Linked DNA regions of Columba livia: regions 2 and 3 are each linked to region 1. The links are chromatin contacts, called in public Hi-C maps. All regions are on one chromosome and are shown on one strand. Each heading gives the region's core, a stretch centred on a gene start, on an enhancer-like site or on the middle of the called end of the contact. The rest is flanking DNA. Distances are from core to core; before and after follow the strand shown. Region 1 has its middle 97 kb from the start of ANOS1. Region 2 overlaps TBL1X (transducin beta like 1 X-linked). Region 3 overlaps TBL1X (transducin beta like 1 X-linked).

The links. Hi-C and Micro-C count contacts between places; a contact is called where the count stands out from the background.
Region 2: a Hi-C map of liver shows a contact between it and region 1, with 1.8 times the contacts expected there. The contact joins two enhancer-like sites. A contact is called at or near these places in 2 of 2 Hi-C or Micro-C datasets (crop and liver).
Region 3: a Hi-C map of crop shows a contact between it and region 1, with 2.8 times the contacts expected there. The contact joins two enhancer-like sites. A contact is called at or near these places in 2 of 2 Hi-C or Micro-C datasets (crop and liver).

The regions. Positions count from the first base shown.
Region 1 is chr1:113,595,727-113,600,764 of bColLiv1.pat.W.v2, reverse strand. No RefSeq gene overlaps it. Among named protein-coding and RNA genes, the nearest start is that of ANOS1, 97 kb to the left of the region's middle. Within about 2 kb of position 2,869, at least 1 of the 3 cell types and tissues checked has an H3K27ac peak away from gene starts, as active enhancers do.
Region 2 is chr1:113,190,479-113,195,516 of bColLiv1.pat.W.v2, reverse strand. It overlaps TBL1X (transducin beta like 1 X-linked), which reads left to right. Exons shown (of 16, transcript XM_065073658.1): 10 at 175-235; 11 at 4,360-4,481. It overlaps LOC135580234 (a long non-coding RNA gene), which reads right to left. Exons shown (of 3, transcript XR_010474635.1): 3 at 4,405-4,630. Among named protein-coding and RNA genes, the nearest start is that of GPR143, 42 kb to the right of the region's middle. Within about 2 kb of position 2,631, at least 1 of the 3 cell types and tissues checked has an H3K27ac peak away from gene starts, as active enhancers do.
Region 3 is chr1:113,217,279-113,222,316 of bColLiv1.pat.W.v2, reverse strand. It overlaps TBL1X (transducin beta like 1 X-linked), which reads left to right. Exons shown (of 16, transcript XM_065073658.1): 4 at 3,281-3,426. Among named protein-coding and RNA genes, the nearest start is that of GPR143, 69 kb to the right of the region's middle. Within about 2 kb of position 3,051, at least 2 of the 3 cell types and tissues checked have an H3K27ac peak away from gene starts, as active enhancers do.

The sequences.
Region 1 (5,038 bases), core at 1,620-4,119:
TGATAGTGCAAGTAGTTGTTGCACTAACTTGCACTGATAGTTAGTGCACTTGATACAAGGGAGATCTACAAAGCCCACCAGAAAATGGAAGGTTTCATCATCTTCTTCTAGCATACATCCATTAAATTATATTAATGCATACCAGCTACGGATAGGGCTCCTTTTAGTTCATGCTTTTAGAATTCATAACCCAAGCACGCATTTATCATAAAACTTTGCTCATTAACATAACACTGGGGGCTTTTAAATGCTTAGAATAGGCTGCCTTACCCATATAAAAGGTGTATAAACACCATCAAAGAAGTGGCACTACAGGCTGTCAAAAGATGAAAACATACCATCATGCTGATTAGCAGAATTTGCCTATTTGGAGTAGGATATGCATACATTTTAGTGTTGAAGGTCTGGACTTCAAATGCAGCTTGAAATGCAATCAGTCAGTGTCGCTCACATGCCACTTCCCTCTGATTCTACACCTCATGGACCTAAAGGATTTGCTTTCTGATCTTATTGCAGGAGGTCTGGTTCAAAAGCACTATGTTTTTATTCAAAAGCTGTGTGCTTTTTCTGAGTTTCTTATTCTCTCACATTGTTCCATTAAGAGTGGGCCCCTGGATTGGTTGTTTGGTTTGGATTTGTTGTTGTTATTGTTTGGTTTTGATTTTGGTTTTGTTGTTGGTTGTTGTTTGATTTGTTTGTTTCTTTTGTTGTTTGTTTTGTTTTCTTAATTGTTTCACCTTAATTATTCTTCAAGAGTGTGAAGGCATAATCCAGTGTATTGAAAGATTGTTCCTTGGCTACATCAGAAGTAAGAAATGAAGTTACTGTTTAGCATTCGTGTACCCTTTGTCATCAGTGATACCCATTACATAGGAGGGGTGTTGGAGAAAAAGCGAAAGCTTGATAAATCAGAGGGAAGCTCAGCATCCTAGCACCTTATACACTGAACTGTGCATTAGGAATGGAGAGTCAGCTCTGCTCGTTCTTCCAGCTGTTATTAATCCTGACACGTTCAGAGGTTTTTGACACACACTGTTTTAACCTCCTGCAGTTTAAATACATTTAACATTCTCCCTCCCTCTTCCCCATAATGACTGTAATGTGCAATTTTGTTTTATCTCAGTAATCATATCCTTCTCCCTCTGAGAACAAACTCGGCACAGCACCCCAGATACAGGCGTAGGAAGAGCAGGCTTATCTGTTTGTACAGAATGTGCCTTTGCTTGTTACCATAGAGCTAATGCTACTTAAAAACATTGAAATAATAATTTATATTGCAAAATAGAACTTATTTTGTTGTGACCTGATAACACTAACTGCCATTGATTAGTTGCAATATTACCAGTCGACACTTAAAAACAGGTATTGAGGGGGGGGTTGCAGGAAGAAAAACTAAAACATTTTCGTAATAAGATGCATTGGTTGCTGAGTTTGTCAGTAAGTACCTAGGCTCGTGAGGATTTCAAAAACATTCATTATGAACCAGACAGTGTTTTTTCCTGCCTACATCCTTCCCCATGGAGCCCCAGCTGCCAAATTACTTTTGTATGTTAGCTAGGCAAACTCAGTCCCAAATCTCTTTCCATGTTGTCTTTCATTATAGGACTATACAAAATCTGGGGTAAGGGTACAGGTCAGGGAAATGATTCCTAAAGGGGCATACACACTTCAGAGGAATATACTTGAGGAAAGCCTGGAAATGCTGCTCACAGGGCTATAAAACATAAAACTGTGAGCTCAGACCAGCAAACACTACCTCTGTTAATTGCAGTGGGACAATGACTGTGAATAAGATTTATATTAGTTAGGCCTGCCATATCTGTAGCTTTAGGAAAGGCTTCATGTAACAGCAACTGCAGTCAGTGACATTTTGCAATACGTTGTCACGCTGTGATTATATCACTATAAAACAATAATTTTGTTTGCAATAAGAAGTGCCCAAAGGGAGAATGGGGAACATCTGGATATCAAAATGAAGAAGAGACTATATATTTGATGCAATTAATCCATAAAACAAGGCGATTTCATTCCTTTCCTAGAAAATAAAGAGGTTTGACCTGTCCTAGAAAATCATTAGGTATGATAGGGAGTAACAATTCTGGGGAACAATCCCAATTTCTAAAAGTGAAAATATCTGTATAGCATTCAGGAACTCACCAATGTCAGACCATTTAAAATGTGTTTAATTTGGTACCGTGGCATAGCTGTAGCTAGACAGCACTCACACACTGCAGGTGAGATCTGAAGGAGGAGGCACCGCAGGGACAGGGTACGCAGAAACTGAGAGGCTATACGAAGAGCAACCTTAGGACGGCACACAGGCATCAGTGGGAAAAACTGAAATACGGGTTTACCTTTTAAATCACACGTTTTCTGATGTATGGATGCTAAAATCATGAAGCATTTCATTACAAAGGGTTCACAAGAGACAAATAATCTTTTCCAAATAGTTGTCTAAACCCTTGCTTTTAAGAGTGTGGCAGGACTTCCTCTGCTTTTCAGGAAGGAGAAGCTAGTGTCTCTCTCCTACTCCAATTTTCCACTCTCTATTAAAGACCACCTGAGCACTAGAAATTGGAAGCTTAAGATTCAAGTCCTTTTTGAGTAAATTATATTTGAATTCCTTTTAGGTGTTTGGGATCATTTCATAAGTGGCTGGACATGAAAATAGGAAGTAAATCACTAAATGGATTTTTTTAAAGTTGAGTTTAAGAGGAGAGGGACTCCAGAGGGTTGGAATTTGACCCTTAGCCCCTTGGGCCTGTTAAGCCCCCTGCTTAGGCATATAGGGTTTCCCTGATATAAACCTGGCGTAACACAGTAGTGCATTAAGCCTTTGGTATTTTGATATTTACCAGGTGTGCCTGGATAATGGGCAATTTCACTTTTCCAGCAAACCAACTCTACTGGCCCAATTTCACTTTTCTGAGCATCAGTTACTGATCGTTATATTCGGCTAGTATTACATTTGACCCTCCAAAGATGGATGTGCATTCATATTCCATTGACTTAAATGGCATTAACTGAAGTGAACAGAAGTTAAGGGAGTGGGTAGAGCTTTGGAGAATTGAACTTATTTTACCTTAAACTGTAAAACCTGCATGTAAAGGGTATTTTGTCAAACTCACATCTGGTGCAACTCTGGTGGCATTCTACAGGGAAGAGTGTGGATATTTATAGAAGGCAGGGGCACGCTTGATTATGCTATTAACAGCTGACATTTAGTAAAAAATTAGAGGGAGAAAAACATAATTAACCAAAGGTGAACTTTATTAAGTTTTTTATTACTTAAGATGGAGCTTTGGCAGTTGTTACTGTAAGGACATTTCTACATCTAATATTTATGAGAAGGTCTTTTTTTCAGATATCTACTTGAGGTAGAAAAATCCATTTTTATTAAATGACTTCCTGGGGATTAAAGTAATGCTTCCAAAACCATGTGTCCTCAAATATGTCAGTAATATTTTTCCATGAGTTTTTTATAAAATATAGAATTATGTGGGTTTTGTCAAAGAATGAGAAACAAATGGCATCAATAACTTAAATATCTTAATTATACTGGTGGTATGAGAACTACACTAAGTAGTTCAATATAATACTATAGAAAACATGTAAAACACAATGCTCATTCTATGCAGTTATTGACACAATGTGCGTGGTGTAATACAATACACTTCTTACTACAACCCATTCTAGACAGCAGCTAGCCAGAAATTTTACCAATTTGCAACATAATGTTTGCTCTATGTACAACAAAAATCAAACTAGAAGAAACTGGAGTAATATTCTGGGCCGTGTTTGATAGTGGTATAAGCTATTTTTGTTGACAGAGTGCCCAGAATCTGCTTTTAAAATCAAGTATCCATTTTAACACGTGCTATAAAAAGTTCATTTGAAATAAATTCTGTTCAGAATACCTTATCAGCTGAGTTGACTTGACAAGCTAGGAGGGGGTCTGAGAATGGCACAAACAGTTGCAGGGACAAAATCACAGCTGAAAAAAGAGGAATTTCTTCATGTGTCTGATAAAGATCCTCTATATGTATTCTGTTTCATACATTTTTAAATATTTTTGTTCATTTTCCTAAATAAAAGACCTGGCTTTTCACACTTCCATGAAGTTATTTCCATCTGTAGTAGTATCTGGCATTGATGTTGTCCTCAGACAACAAGGGTGTGAATAAGGACTGTAAATGCAGGGTATTTGTGAAACTGCAAGCACGGGTATTCCATGAGAAAAATATCCTTTTTGTTGTGGACAGATGAGCTACATTTAGCCTATGAGTCACTTCACCTTTGCTTGCCTAGACTCTTCAACCTGTCAAGTAATTTAAATGTTCCTGAAGAAATACTAACTGCAGTAAAAGTCAGCTCTTCACAAAAGTTGGAATCAGAGCCGGAGGGGAACTTTGAATCAAGTTCAGTACTAAACACTATGGTCATTTTGTATTTGCTTGGTCCTGAATTTTGTCTTTTTTCCTTTCTTGGCTAGAAACTTGTTCAGGTTCTGCCTAGCATTTGTGACTTCCATTATATTGTGTCTATTTGTGTCCACCGACTTTTTAATAAGATCAAGAAGCTAGATTATGAATTATTGGGGTTTTATTTCATCTTTTCAGCTCAGATAAGGCATGTTATGATCACTTGTACATCTGTGCTATGATTTCCCTTATTGGTTCCTGTTTTATCATTTTTGTGCATTTCACATTCCCAATGAAAGTTCTTTCCTCCTGCATGGCAGCTGCTGGCTGTGAAAGCTGTTTGCTGTGTATTAATTATGAATCTTTCTGCCCAGTCTTACTGATTGTGCTTCCATTGCACTACCACCAAAAGTTATTACACAGTAATTCCGCTTTTTAAGATTGCAATGCCTTTGAAAGCTCTTAAACCTATTTATACCATTGCTATATAGGTTTGTTTCATGCTACACGTTCATCTAAATGCAAATCTAGTGGTATCCACAACGGCTTTCTTGTGTTTTCCTCAGGGACAAATAATCCAAGGTTAAATGTAATGATGGTGTGTTGACCCATATTAA
Region 2 (5,038 bases), core at 1,382-3,881, 410 kb after region 1:
TATTTGGAAGTGATTTCTGTTTTTTCGGCTGTTTGGCACACAGGGCTCTCTGCAATCAATAATTTTATCAGTCCATCTTTTAGAATTGCTCCTCAGTGAGGGCGCTGCTCTCTGTTTGTTTTCTCTGAGTTGAACAGTCACTAATCTTTTTTTCCCCTCTTCCTTTGGATGCAGACGACAATAATTTGGGATGCTCACACAGGAGAAGCTAAACAGCAGTTTCCTTTCCATTCAGGTAATTTTTGCATAATTCCTGTTAGTAAAATGAATTGCCGTTTTTAATTTTGTCAATACAGTTTATCCTTTAGTAAGATACTATCTGCCAGAGAGAAGTTCAAACCAAGTTTTTTGTGCTTGAACTATCCTGAGTATCATGGCTTGTGAGTTTATTTTTTTCAGAAAGATGAGGTTCTGTGAGAATCAGCTTTGAAAGTCAGAGTGATTGAAGGAGAGAATTCATACAGCAGCTGTACATACCTAGCTGAATGATTCTGTCCTTATCTATGTGTACCAAGTGGTGATTTATGAAGAGATTTTTTGATGGAGGTGTCTGGGATCTCTTCCACTCTTTCTGCTTCTGTTGCAATGAAACTGACTTTAGACAGAAGCAGATGGATCTCTCATGCCACTTGCATTCACCACTGCAAGCATGAAGGTCCTCAGGAATTTCTTGGCTTTTAATTTTGACTTGAAGTTCTTTAGTATCTGCTTTCTCTAATTACCAGAATTCAGTTGTCAGCCATGAGCTTCATAACCTTGATGAACCAAAACCTTATTTGTATGGTCATTTGTAGAGCTGGTCTGCTCCAGGAAGACAGGAGGTGTCACAGATACTAAGTAATCAGTGATGTAATCTTAAGTTCACTTGAGACCAGGCTTGTAAGATGATGACTGAATTTGTGATCCAAACTGGATAAGTTGTCGTAGTGAAGATTTTTTAAGTGGCATAGCCAAACTGAGTATAAAACTACCAAAACATTCCAGATTCTGACGCTAGAAATGTTCATCTTCCTGTGTTTTCACTCTATTTTTAAATACAGCAGGCTTTCACAAGGTGCTCATTGGTTTTTAAAATGTTTTACTACTGATTTTGAAACATAATATTAACATGCTTTTCAGCTCAATTTCTAGTTGTTCTCATTCTTGCATTTTCACTGATGTTGATATCATGCAGTAGCAATTGAAATAGTTATTCAACAGAACACAAAAAGTACGTCCATGCACAGAGCAGATCCATACTCTGCATTTTTGTCACTCATCTCACCTATTAATGCAGCTGTCAGTTTGGAGGTATCAGTGTCTGCTGACAGATTTTCTCATTGTGGCATGCATGTATTTATCATAACTGTTTCATCAAGGCAAACTTTGTACTGTATAGTGATATAGTTAATGAGACTCTTAAGCCTTGTGACCCCCAGCTATTGATGTAAGTAGTTGCAGATACAGAACTTGGTTAGCCCTTCAGAGTCATGTTCACTGACATGTATCTGTCTTAGCAGTGATGAGAATCGAGGATGTATCACTCCATTCCCCTCTTATCAAGTTGAAACTTAACTACGTCTCCCAATGCAATATGCCCATGTCCATCTGCATTAATACATTTTTTTTTAAAATATTCTTATTACATGTGCTGTTTGGACCATAAGGCACAAATGAAGTGGAGATGTGGAGAGGCTTTTATTTTTAGTAGTAGTAGTAGTAGTAGCAGTAGTAGTAGTATTTCAAATGTATTTTCAAAGTGAAGTAAAGCAGTTAGTCATTAAGGAAATTATCTGTAGGCCAAAAGTGTGTGTCCTACAAAAAAGCCCTGCAAATCAGCTGGAGTCTTTGTCCTCACATGAGTCTAAAGCCACAAAGACCTCACCTTGTCCTCTTTGCATCACTTCTTCACCAGAACAAACTAACAACAAAGTCCTTTCCATATCTGAAATCTGAAAACCTTGTCTACACAAGAATTAAAAGGTGGCATTTTAACAATTAAAAGTCTAGTCGAGACAGAGTACAGTTTCTTTAACACATACTTGTGTGGGATACTTACTTGCATACTTCTTTGAAATCTGGAGACAGTTGGCCTGGGAATAACATATTTTTTTTACTCTCAGCTGCTTTCCAGTAGCTTGTTTAGTTTACACTCATATGGACAAAACTATCCTCTTAAAATACATAATGAAGACTCCTTTGTCTAGGTCTTGAAGACCTCTTTATCATTGATGTTCCCATGTAACTTTAAGGTTTTATGGTTGAAATATGTAAGTATGTGGATAAGTAGCTTCTAGGGTTTCATTATTCTTTGCAAAACTATGAGTCATCACAGGGCATTTGATCAAACTGTGTATTCACAAAGCGTATTTCTTTAAAGTGGAGTGAAATAATCCAATCTTCGTGTCTGCTGATAGATGTGGACTGATCTCTATGCATGCAGGAACAAATTGGTTAAGTGAAACCATAAGAGGTATTTGTATGACCCAGCTTCTAAGTGCTCTGAGTCACTCCCTGCAGACACTTAACTGTATCCTCTTCTGAGCTTCTAATTCTGAATCACACCTAAATCAGTTCAGAAAAAAACTTAAATTATAATTATTGTAACACTTTTATTGTGTTTTATTTTAGCTGCTTTTATTAAATGACATTCTGATTGTTTTTATGCAGTTGGCTGGTGTCCTGTGTTTTTGATGACACTTTGGCGATTAGATTACTTGCATCGAAAACCACGTTTGGTTGGTTTTTCCAGACCATTTTATTTAGTTACTTATCCAGTAAGCATATGATTAAATACACCAATAAATGAATCGGTATTAATTGTCAACACTCAGTGATTCAAATTATGCTGCAATGCAAATCTGTCGCTTTAGGTGCCAATAGCTCTCAGAAGATTACTTTTCAACTCATACATATCATACTAGATATTAACCCTGAAGGCGTATTGCTGTTAATGGAGACAGATTTTTGTTTGCTCTGAAACAGTAATACAAAGCTTTCAACATAAAAATAAGACAATCAGTTAAAGCAAAAAAATTCTTTACTGTTTCCTGATCCCCATTCATGTTCATTGGAAAACTCAGAATTAACCTGCATTTCCTTTCTGTTTCTGCAATGTAGAAATTCCTTACCTGTCACACAGGTTTATTGAACGTTTTCATTAATATTCTAAAAAAAAGCCTGTGTATAAACAGTTTCAGCCCTCTATTCTCATTTAGAGAGCTACCTGATGATTTGGAAGGTGACATGGATCAATCTCATTTTGCAGTTCCTAAAAAATTATAACAGGAAAAAATGTACTTAATGTAGTAAGCTTGGCAGAACACAAGTCTTTTCACCTCTGTATTACAACAGTATTTTTGTGATCGTATTTGAATAAGGCAATTTTTGTTTAATGATAAACTTGTATTGTTGCCAGAAAGAGATTCAACTTTTGTTCCTATATGATTTTCTCGTTCTGAAACACATATTTCTCACAGGAGTGTGCTGAGAGCAGAGATTTCTATATTTTAGCAAGTCTTATGTCATCCTCTGGAGGGCAGCTAAGCTCTTTTCTGAGCAAAAAACCAAGCAGCAGTCATAGAAATACAAGCAAGCTGTATGTCAGGAGTTCCCTCATACTCCTGTGCGTGCTTTTAGTCGGCAGTCACATGCTGTAAAAGTTTTGTTGTTGTTTTTTCCAGACTTTCTGCAAAGCGTGTGTGTTGCACCCAGGCACCAGTTACGTGTCCATGTGCTGTCTGTGTGCAAAGTTTCATTAGTTCAGTCCTAGTTAATGCCAAACCCTCTACAGAAACTCATCCTCTTGTTTCAGATCTACTTGATCAATGACTCTCTCTTAAATCAATCCCCACCCAAACTAAACTGAACGTAGGTATTACTAATCCCCGTGTCTGCACAGAACGGTGCATTTTTATCAGTGCCTGCATAAAGCTGGGGCAAGGGGCAATGGCCGCCTGCTGCTTCTCCCTCCCATGTTGTGTCTGGCATTCACAGCAACATTTTTCTAACCCAGCTGAAATCATCTGTTTTTTCTGAGCTAGTTTTCTTCCAGGTTCTTGGCTGAGCTGGCTTACAGAGGAACAAATGGTAGAGATGGCCCAAGGGATGCGGGGAGGGTGGAGACAGATTGATTTGCCCCCCTCTTATGTAACTTAACCCAGAAAATTCACATAAATAGACACCATTCAGAGCATCCGCTGCAAGAGAAAAAAGAATTTGTGCCCTTCAGACAGCCCCTGTCATCCCTGTGACTGGTAGTAGGCTAAGAAGTAGCTTTTAGTCTGTTTGATCCAGATGGGTGACAGGAGGAAAAAGGTTTGGGATAGCTGTTTCTGTGCCTCATCCCCTGATGTTCCTTCCGTCGTTTGTTCTTCACAGCTCCTGCTCTGGATGTGGACTGGCAGAACAACACTACTTTTGCCTCCTGCAGCACTGACATGTGCATTCATGTATGCAGACTTGGCTGTGATCGTCCCGTTAAAACCTTTCAAGGACACACAGTAAGTTTAAGATGTCCAAAATGTTAGTGGTAAGTCACCGCAGCACGGTGCGATGATGGCAGATGGTGTTTGCAGAGTGCGTTCTAGCACCAGAGGTGTTATATAGCATTGCTTCCCGGAAAACAGGTCCTTCAGGAGTGACTCACTGCCTGTGAGAAGGGATAAACTGTTCTAAATCACTGTACGACACCAAACCTGCAGCTCAGACAGTGAGACTGTTTATGTGTAGCATGAGCTGCAGACTAAGGGCACATTAATAAATAAGATTTTATTTTCCACTGGGTTAATTTCCGTTAGTAAATGAGAATTATGAATAAGGAGAGAACAATTCACCTCCAGCCATGGTTCAGTTTTAGAATCAATTTAATCGAATAAGATCCCTTTAAGAAGTATTGCCCCACCTCTTTTCCTGATAGTAGTTAATGACCATCAAAGGCCAGTTTTTCTAGCTTTTGTTCATGAGAAAACTGCTATCGTATACCGACCTGTAATTTAGATGCTAACTCCAAGAACTTGCTGTCTCCCCATGGAGGAAAATCTTTATCTAGTCTATGGTT
Region 3 (5,038 bases), core at 1,802-4,301, 380 kb after region 1:
GAGTGATTCTTACAGTCACTGAAATGACAGAATTTATGAGAAATAACACATGCAGACATAGATTTGCAACTTTCATTCATTTCACTGCTACTACAGCACTTTTAGTTTGGGTCTGATATAATTCCATGTCAACCCTACCGCATCCTTTCTGCAGCTTTCCCTGCGCAGTGACATGTAGTTTTGTGAACTTAGAAGTAGGGAAAGTTAACATTTGTAACCCAAACAAACAAACTTGCCTTTGCTTAATAGAAATCACCTTTTTGTAAGGCTGAACTATAGAGCTGCAACGCTGCTATATAATTCAGAGTACTCACATGCAGAGCCCTGGAGAGGCCTGATGGCATCTGGTAACTACAAAAACAAAGCATCAGTGTTATCAGAAACCTGACGTGAGTGAGGCTTCATTCAGGATTTTGTTAACTGTGTGTGTTCCTTTTAAAACCAGTCTACTTTCATGGGAGCCTTGTAGAAATGCTACGGTAGTATGAGAAGACAGGAGGTAATCAGCTATGGGTTGGTGGGCTTGTTTCTGTTGTGTTTGTTTTTCTTTTAAGTACAATTGTTTGGGAGGATTTCTCCAAGAGGCATGGGGAGCATGGTGTCCAGCAGCACCCTCTTAAGCAGTTTTGCTCCATTGATTTTCAGTATTTGAATCTTAGCATAAGATTTTAGGAAAGTTTGTCACAGCTGCTGGAGACGTGCAAGTGAGATTGCTCTTCAGTGACACTGTAGCCAGGGGTGTTGTGTTTCCTCATCTTACAGGTGCTTTGGCAATAATTTGTTAGCATCAAGAGAAACAGTAAAATAGCAAGATCCCTTGCAGTAACACAACAGGGTTTTGTGCTGAGAAGTTCCTTCTCTCACGTGCAGTGAGGTGTGTTGCTCTTTGGGGATGTGACAACTCAATACTGGACAGAGGTTCCCTGTGTGCCACTGTCATCTGTCTGCTGGCAAAGAAGGGACTTGACATATGCCAGCAGCCAACTAAAGAGTCTGCAAGATGCCAACTGCAATAATGAGAGGTACAGAATCATAGTTAAAATTAAGCCTTCTGTAGATCCACAGTAATTGTTTTCTGCTTTTTTACATTTTCTGTCAGTGTCGGTTGCTGGTTTTATGCCATCCACCTTTAGACTGAATCAGAGACCATGTTAACAACTTCCTGAGCTGCCAGCTGACAGGCTAGCTGCTGGCTTTTTTAGAAGTCAACTTCGGTGCTTCGAGACAACAGCTTAATTGTCTCATTCTTCTCCATTCTTCAGTAGATGCGTTGATTTATCCATCATGCATTTTAAAGTCTATTCCTTTTCCATAAGGTGGTGGTGTTGTTGATTAATTTAAATACACATAATATAAATTAAGTGGGACCTGGTTCTCTAATTCTGGTTGGTTGTATGCCATGTGTTTATATATACACAGAGATTTCGATGTTCGGTGATCAATCCCTAGAACCCTCAGACACAGGCTGCGTGTGCTGGATGCTTGATTTCTTCATCCTTGTGGTGCCCAATGATGTTCTTAGGTGTCCTAAAAAACTAATAACAAGGGAAAAACACTGCCCTGCAGATCTTACAGCTTATTTTGGATGCAGCAGGAGGTCCAGCAGCTCATAAACTAGACCAGGACATAAAGAGCAGGATAAGAATTGGACCAGAGATTGGATAAATGATACTGCAGTATTTCAAGTGTTTTTTCCTGTGCTTTACTTCTCTGCCTTGTAATACTACATAATTCTTCTCATAGGTGGACCTGACACTTTTGAAAAAGTACCAAAAGCATCCCCAAAAACTGTGGGAGTGCCATGAAGGCAAGGTAGTGTTGTGAAAGGAGAGGGCAGAGGCTGTTACCAGGAACAGGAGAAAAACAGTGGTAAAATAAAATGTGTAGGGGGAGAGAATCACAGAGAAATAATTTCAAATGTGGGAGGCATTCTGTTTCTCGGGCTTGTTTTTGCTATCTATCTGCAATCATAATTGAGCTAGCTGCAAAAAAAAAGATCCCGAAAACAATTTGAGTGAGAGAAAGAAAGCATTGCTGTGGAGCGAGCCCAAAATCCCGTCCTCCAGCCCACACACAATTGGACATTGCAGTGATACGGGGGAAATCCCTTAACGGACAAAACTATAAATGAAACTACTGTTGACAGGGGGAAGAGGCACAGCTATATTTAACGGAAGCATTTTCATCTGAGAGCTGCTTTCTTTTTTCTTTTTTCCTTTTTTTTTTCTTCTCTTGTCTAGTCGGTGGAGGCTGCGAGGGCTCTTCCTGTTTGAGACAGTGCATGGGTGGTTTCCCCAAGGCTTTTAATGTTAGATTAATGCTCTGGAGACAGTGTGGTGATAAATGGGTTCCTACAGTTATATCTACATCCTGTTCCCCCATCCCCCTCCCGCATCTGCCCCTGCTACGTTCATTCGCTCCATGGCGCTCGCCCTCGGGCCCAGCAACAGTTCTGAGCAGCTTCAGACAGTGTTTAAGGCACCACTCTTGAAAATTTCTCCACCAAAATTCTCTAATTTTCAGTGCCATCACCTTCATTACCCCCTTTTTCTCAGACAATGACAGAAATGAAACGGGGAAGAGAAAATCTTCTGACTAAAGGACAGTCCACCACACTGGCTTGTCATCTGCTCCTTGGCAGATCCCAGTGAATTATTTTTGCTATTAGTCTTCACTTTCAGAAAACAGGTTTACAGGAGCGGCTCTTCAGTTTTTTTCATGTTTTAATGGCAGTGCTCTGCATGTCACACTGTACTTAACAATAAATAAGCAGAAGATTTCAAATCTCTTCCCTCATACGAGGGAATGGCTCTCCTGTGTCAGCTGCATCTATGCCTTGATTTTATACAACTTGCACGCTGATAGGGATTTAAGTATTTATCTTTAGAAAACACCCAGACTAAAATGCAGCAAGGGGAAATGCAGATTTGAGGCACTTCTTTTTAGCTGGACTTGCCCCAGTGGCTATTCCTAATTTTGTGTCTGTGTGTGTGTGTGGTTTTGTTTTCAGTTAGTGCAGTTCTCTGGTTATTTCTTGCTGCGTGCATTTCCATTTCTATACAGCTTCCCCTATACGTACAGGGCAGGGGGATGGGCGGCGGCAGGGTGGTCAGGATGGCTCTGGTTAACCTCCCCGGCTCTGTGCAGCCCACGTCCTTCTGCTTACGCGGCAGCGTCTCTCAGATCTCTGAGCGGGATTATTTTTAGACCGTGAAGCGAAGGTGTATCTGGCTCTGGTGCACTGAGATTTCGTGTCATGGCTTCCTTTTCCTGCTCTCAGGTTTCTCCCACTCGGCCTTCACCTTCGGTATCGAGAGCCACATCAGCCAGTCCAACATCAACGGAACGCTAGTGCCACCTGCCGCACTCATCTCCATCCTCCAGAAGGGGCTCCAGTATGTGGAGGCTGAGATCAGCATCAACGAAGTAAGTACCCCCATCGCCTCCACCGGCACTGCCACCACCACTGGCACCTCTGACTGGCACACCGGGGCTTGCCAAACAACACGTCCCAATGGCCCAGAGACTCAAGCCATCAGCTTTCTCTTGATCTGATTTCATTTTGTTCCTCATACTTTGCCCCACCCCCAGCAGAGAGCTGAAAAGCTCTGAGATAGAACTGTATTTCAATTTTCAGCTATGGCATTGAGGTCTCCTTTGCACTACTTAAATTGGTTTGGTTTATGGTGTTTCCACTACCGCAGTCAACAGATCTGGGGTGCACAGATTCTTGCAGCAGGCATGTCTCTGTGTTTACAGCCTTGTGTTTTCAAGGTCACAGCAGAATTTGGCAGGAAAAGCCTGCAGTGTAGGTTAAATCTTCACTCCCTGACACCTGCTAGCGGGCAGACCTGGCTTGCAAGCCATGAGCAAACATCCACAGAGGTCACTAGAGACATCCTCTCTGATTTCATTGACTTTGGCTCAGATCACGTAAGACCAGGCATCCATCCTCTCATGTGCGTAGCGAAGTGGTTGTGTGTAAATTCTGACCCTGGCTGGGGCACTGCCTGTGGGGGCTGGATGAGCAGCCACAATGTGCCTCTGTTGTCCTTGACCTGCCAGGGGAAAGAAAGAGGACACGACAGCATTTTTGCCCTGCCAGCCTTAAAGGCATGATGCTTTGAGAGGGAGTGAAGCATGACAGATAAGGAAGTACAACATTACAAAATATTTACCATAGATATTCATAATTGCCAAAGATCTGTAATAAATATTAATACATAAAAAGCTATTCCTTTTTCCTCTTAAGCTGAATGTAACATGTGAAACATGATGGGTGAGAACAAAGGAATATAAAATAGAGAAAAGGTTGTATTGTTTGCCATGTGTAATATTGGAAACTGATTTGTTTTTATCACTAATGTTCTGTGTGGTTTTCTTTTTATGACCCAATACCACGTTTAGGGTTTGTGCACATTATTTTTTAAATGTGGCAAGGACTTTTGCCATTCATGCCAGGCTGCTCTTTGATGCAGTTGTGATAACAAACCAGTGTTAGGAGTCTGTCCCAATTTTTCCCTGTGCCTGAAATTGGAGCTACACAGTTAGAAACTTTCAGCCGTGAGCAGCACCCATCAGCTCAGGTCATATGACAGCTATAAGGGTCAGCTCCTCCACATCCAGCTTCAGAATTGGCCTCAGTTCAGAGAATGATCTAAAAATATGTGTGTTGTCACCATTAAGATTTGTGTTGCTGTCATCATATTCCTTAAGAGCAGCGAGTAATCAGTGAGTCCATAAACTAATGTGTATAAAATTAAAGTGTTGTTTGTGAGCTGTGAAGGGCCAGTCATGGAAGGAGTCCAGCAAGCAGTTTTAAAGTTAAAAACATAAGATGCCAAAATCCTCTGGCAAATGGTTTTTTCATTGCGCAGCAAGGACTCGAGCCAGGATTCAAATAAATGTTTGTAGAGACATTTACATAAGAAATGTTGAGGAGAAAGAGAGCTTATATTTTTCTTCTCTAATAACTTCTTCCTCCTTTTTCTTTCCCATGAAGAAACAAATGTGTATAATCTTAATATTGTAACTGTAA